Regions from separate parts of the Lactuca sativa genome. Here region 2 is linked to region 1. A link is a contact called in public Hi-C data. All regions are on one chromosome and are shown on one strand. The core of a region is the stretch at or near the end of the contact, and the rest is flanking DNA. Distances in the headings are between cores, read along the strand shown. Region 1 holds the start of LOC111896758 (fasciclin-like arabinogalactan protein 4). Region 2 holds the start of LOC111896756 (probable protein phosphatase 2C 23).

Region 1 (2,987 bases), core at 460-2,959:
CAACAATTATGTTCATCAATCAGTGACTTGATTTGGAATGAATTTTCTTGGCTCATCCAAGTAGCCCGCAATCTAAAAGGACATCATGCCTTTCCTTCAACTTTACTGCACCTAACTAATAATATACTTGCATCATTTTTTTCATACCACAAATTGTAACCATTAGAAACAACATAATTGGTAATCATTTGCTTAAGTTCATAAGGATCACAAAATTTCATACCTAAGACAGGTTTCATTGTGTCCTATTGTTGGTTAGGATCATGAACAGGAAAGTAAACTTCATCTGTGCTGCCACTATCTTCATCATTAACCCCTCCTTTTGGAATGTGGGCCAAAAACGGATCTGTAGATTTCTTTAATGGAATAACTTCATCATCAAGTTCATGGTCCACTGATATATCATCTGACATGACTGAGTCTACATCATCCTCATATTCATCACTTTCTGTGTCCCTTTCTTCAGCTTTTTCTTCGTTAATCCACTCCATGACTGACTCTTGATATTCATCAATGTACACATTGATTTCACAATCATTGGCATACCCAGCATCAAGAAACCTTACATAGTCATTATCATCTCTTAGTTCTCTTAATCCATCTACCACAGACCGATTTTGAAGACAATAATATACATCAGTGCACCTTTCCTTGGTTAATTTTCGAAGCTGTAAGATGAACTCCTTAAACCCCATGTTTTTTAAATCAACTCCCGTAACAGATTTTTTCAAAGGATTAAAGTACACTAATGGCTTAGGGACAAAGTTCCCACCATGGTAAACATCGACAGTAAGCATACCTTGCACCTTGAGTGAAAAATCAGCGTGAAAAGCGAACCATAATTTCACCGTCTGTGAAAAAACCTCCAACGTGTTCTATGTGATTTTGATTTTTGCGAATGGGTTATTCCACTTAATAGAGGGAGAAGCCACATAATTGTTTATTTTTTTCTTCCCGGTAACATTACCTCCTCACCGGCAGAACCGGTTACCACGATAGAATCAAAGAGCAAAATGTGATTTTAGATGGTATTTTTTGAACAAATTCTTTAATTAGATGGTATTTTTTGAACATGATATACTTAAATGGTATTTTTTATACAAAATTGAAACATAATTATCTTTTTAAGTCATTTTCCCAATTAAAAAACACCAAACCAATATACCAACCTGAGATACCGAGTTTCTAATCCTGTATTTTTTTAATTGAATAATGAGAAAAACATGAGTGTTTTCATGGTAATACTAAAACATAATTATCTACTTTTCTTTCTACACAAAGTCTACGGAATTCATTGTTGGTATTAAATGCTCCACCTAGAATATTTTTGGCTATTTGCATTATACCGCCCAATGTTTTGTGAATGTTTGTATTTTTCACATCAACTTTCGTTACTTTTATCTATACTACTCATATTCATGTTATCATTTAAGATGGTCTACTTTCCCATTAGATGTCTATTTCTAAGAGGAATTAAATGTATGTTGTATATGAGTATACTTTTTCTTTATAAAGTCCTGTAATCAGATAGAAATAAAATGACTATACGTTTCCATAGTTTCCAAATTTTTTATTAATCCAAAATTGACCTCTTAAGCAATATGCTTGGGTTTGTAAGCTAATCAAGCAGCGTAGAAAATAAAACAAAAAAAGGACTAAAATGTAGTGGCTGTGAAGTATAGGGACTAATATTGTCGACAAGCATAAATGTATGGACTTGATTTTTGATTTATCCTAATTACGGATGTATATGCTTTCAACAAATCATCATCATCATCATTCATTCACATACACCATCAACACCCGATCATCCCCCATCACTCTCACTAGTTCAGCTTCCACTCGATAGAAATGGCTGTTTCTCAACTTATTTCCCATTTCACCCCTATTGTTTTGCTATATTTACTCTTACACTCCACCTTCATCTCCGCCGTTAACATTACCCATCTCTTATCCCCTTACCCAGATCTCTCCGACTTCTCCGACCTTCTATCCTCCACTACCGTCGCCGCCGATCTAACCCAACGTACATCCCTCACTCTCCTCGCCGTCCCCAATTCCTTCCTCCGATCTTCCGACCTCATCCGTCGTTCCCCCTCCTCCACCAACATCGCGGACGTCATCCGCTACCATGTCCTCCTACAATACCTCTCTGTCCACGACCTCAGCCGCTTTCCTCCCTCCGGAAAACTCATCACTACTCTCTTCCAAACCACGGGCCGTGCCAGCAACAACTTCGGCTCGGTTAATATTACCTACGATGATAAAACCGATACAACCACCGTCCGATCCCCAGCCGCATACTCACAAGCACCAAACAACGCCACCGTAATCTCCCTAATTAAGAACCTACCGTACAACGTTAGCATCTTCTCCGTCAATTCACTAATCGTACCTTACGGTTTCGATCTACTCGCATCGGAGAGTCGACCGCCATTAGGGCTTAATATCAGTAAAGCGTTAATTGATGGCCACAACTTCAATGTGGCGGCGTCAATGCTCGCTGCATCTGGTGTCGTTCAGGAATTCGAATCTGATGAAGGCGGTGCGGGAATTACACTGTTCGTCCCGACCGACGACGCATTCTCCGATCTACCAGCGTCGGCGAACTTTCAATCGTTACCGGCGGATAAAAAGGCCGACGTCTTAAGGTTTCACGTGCTACATTCCTACTATCCGCTCGGGTCGCTTCAATCGATAGTGAATCCTGTTCAACCAACCCTAGCCACCGAGGACAAAGGCGCCGGGAGCTTCACATTGAACATTTCTCGGGTTAACGGGTCGGTTGCAATTAATACGGGCATCATTCAAGCCTCCGTAACACAAACCGTATTTGATCAGAATCCTGTTGCAATTTTTGGAATTTCTAGGGTTTTGTTACCAAAGGAGATTTTCGGGAAAAATTCCGTGCTGGAAAAATCCCCTCCCATTAGCGGCGCTCCGGCACCAGTTATGCCAATAAATTTATCACCGGAATTGTTCGGGCC
Region 2 (3,013 bases), core at 63-2,562, 250 kb after region 1:
TAGTAAAAGTTTAATAAATTAAAATTAAGATATTCACATAAACATATTCAATTATCGGAGACGTAGCCCTGCTCTCCCATATTGGTTTGGATGTGTCATGAAGTGTAATATCTTTTGTTTGAGAATGATCTTCCGACATTGGTTTGTGTTGCCTCTAAAACATAATTTTAAGTCGTCGATAAGAAAAAAAGATATAAAGATATAACAAATACCAAACGTATGCTTTATAATTAACTTATTAACCAATAATCATTTGAATTGGTTATTGTTTCATAATCTAGACACCATAACCCACATAAGGCATTATAGTTTCAGATAAGTTACAACAAATAACATGCTTTGATGTATGAACCAAGAAACAACAATCAACACACTACAATTTGTAGATTATTCAAGATTGTAAATACAGTAGCTTCAAACATCAAGATCACACAAAATTGACACAATGGAAAGAATTCAAGATTGTAATCAAGTATAAGTTTCAACACATTATTGATATTAATTACAATTTTTTAAATCGTGAATTAATTACAGTTTTTTAAACCGTGAATAAATTACAACTTTATGTGTAGAAAACAGTAAAAGTGTATATTTTGATACAAAAGGCACTGAATAATACAAAAACAATTTGAATTATTCAGATTTCAAAATCTTTATACCATGATATCATGTTAATTAATTCACAGTTTGAAACATCAAGATAGTAGCGTTTCTACACATTAACGTGACCAAATCAAAAACACCAATAACAAAATTAAAGAAAGAGAAAATAGGAATATGATAGCTTATTGTTTACCTGATGCGTGAACGTGATGCGATAATAAGGAAGCAACAACCGATCAAAAGTACTTACAGACAATAGCGATCGGAATTAAAACATGGAATTGAAACCAGGTTGCGATCGTATGTAAGCGATTATATGTAGTATATGATTTTACAAGTAAGGGCATTATTGTCTAATACATGTCTATTTTCAATTATAATGAATTAAGATAATTAAAAAGAATTATAAATCAACAAAAATCATTAAAAAAATATATATATTTAAGTATATATATGATATTAAAAAAATATTATGAAATACTAATACAATGTTTGAAATTTAGCCGGACAAATTTATAAACGAAATTCTCCTTAGATTATATATTTAATCGACCACGTTAGATTCCAATTTCTTAAGTATTTAATTAAAAAGTAAATAAGTTTTATTACCCTGATTTTTTAATTCAGTTTGTAGTCATTATTCTAAGTTCAAACAAAAATCAAATTGTTTGAATTTTGTCTTTAAGGCTTTAAAAACCTCCGCCCTGAAGTCAACCTCTCTCTCTCTCTCTCTCTCTCTCTCTCTCTCTCTCAACATCCTTTTAACACAAAATTCTTCTCTTCCAACTAAACCCATATCTGATTACCCCCAGGGAGATCACACATTTACATATATACATACTCACATCCAATTTTTCTCATCAGTTTTAGTTCATCTTCCTGTTTAAGCAGAGCACCTTAGCTTTATCCTTTGCCGGAAAACCAGTCATGGGAAACGGGGTCGGCAAGCTGACCATCTGTTTCACCGGAACCGACATCGTCCAACGGCGGAAAGACTTGGCCTTTGTTATCTCTGACCCACTAGACGATCTTGGTCACTCTTTTTGCTATGTAAGACCTGATCAATCTTGCATCTCCTCCTCCAAGGTCCATTCCGCTGAAGAAACGACAACGTTCCGGTCAATCTCCGGCGCCTCTGTCTCCGCCAACACATCCACGCCCCTATCTACCTCTTTCCTCGATGTATACTCTTACAACACCAGTGATAAGGCTTCCGCCTTCGAAAGCTCCACATCCTTCGCATCAATTCCTCTCCAACCTTTGCCTAGAAATTCAATCAATTCGGGTCCTTTGCCGTTTGGTTCGGGTGCGTATTCGGGTCCTATGGACCGAGGGTTTGTTTCTGGCCCGATTGAGCGGGGATTTCAATCGGGTCCCCTTTTTTCTGGTCCTCTCGAGAAGGGTAATCTCGATCAGTTCCAACGAAGCTATTCCCATGGGGGTTTTGGTTTCAAACGCAGATCGAGAAAAGGGAATTTGATTCGGGCAATCCAGAAGGCGATTTCAATGACTTTTACAACCCGTGGGCAAAACTCGACTGTCGCTCCGATCACTAAAAACCTGGGTCATTTGAAGGATCATGATTGGAATGTTGGGTCTGCAGAGAAAAATAACGAATTGACTATCAGCAGTATTAATTTAAGCAGCGAAGGTAGTATTTTGGACGACGATGATTGTTTGAATCAGAGCCAGAATCTCCAGTGGGCGCAAGGCAAAGCAGGAGAAGATCGAGTGCACGTCGTTGTATCGGAGGAACATGGGTGGGTTTTTGTTGGGATTTATGATGGATTTAATGGACCTGATGCCCCTGATTTTCTGTTATCGAATATGTATGCAGCTGTTCATAAAGAACTCAAAGGATTGTTATGGGATGATCAAACAGATGCATCGAATTCAACTTCTTCGGGGCAATCCTTAGATGCAGTCGACTCTCATATTAATTCTCAACCTCAAAAAAATTCTTCATCAAGATATGTTCATCAGCAGGAGAGTTACCCATGTGCAACTGAAGATCTCGAGACAAATTCACGAAAAAAGAGGAGCAAGATTAGAAATCGCGGGGCGGCTAAGAAATGGGAGGAGAATCAGAGGCGGTGGAAGTGTGAATTTGACCGGGAGCGATTAGAACTTGATCGAAGATTACGAGAACACATGAATTCAAACGGTTCAAATTCCATTAACCATTCAGACGTTTTGAAAGCTTTATCTCAAGGCCTAAAGAAAACAGAGGAGGCGTATTTAGATATTGCAGACCAAATGCTTGATGAAAATCCTGAACTAGCTTTAATGGGCTCCTGTGTTCTTGTCATGCTAATGAAAGGAGAAGATGTTTACGTGATGAATGTTGGTGATAGTCGTGCAGTTTTAGCTCAGAAATCCGAGCCAGATATCTGGAGACAAGATCTAGAAA

The links. Hi-C and Micro-C count contacts between places; a contact is called where the count stands out from the background.
Region 2: a Hi-C map of leaf shows a contact between it and region 1, with 6 times the contacts expected there. The contact joins the promoter of LOC111896756 here to the promoter of LOC111896758 in region 1. A contact is called at or near these places in 2 of 4 Hi-C or Micro-C datasets (both in leaf).

What each region holds. Positions count from the first base shown.
Region 1 is chr8:113,941,711-113,944,697 of Lsat_Salinas_v11, forward strand. It overlaps LOC111896758 (fasciclin-like arabinogalactan protein 4), which reads left to right and starts at 1,710. Exons shown (of 1, transcript XM_023892745.3): 1 at 1,710-2,987. The coding sequence starts at 1,852.
Region 2 is chr8:114,193,201-114,196,213 of Lsat_Salinas_v11, forward strand. It overlaps LOC111896756 (probable protein phosphatase 2C 23), which reads left to right and starts at 1,313. Exons shown (of 4, transcript XM_023892742.3): 1 at 1,313-3,013. The coding sequence starts at 1,531.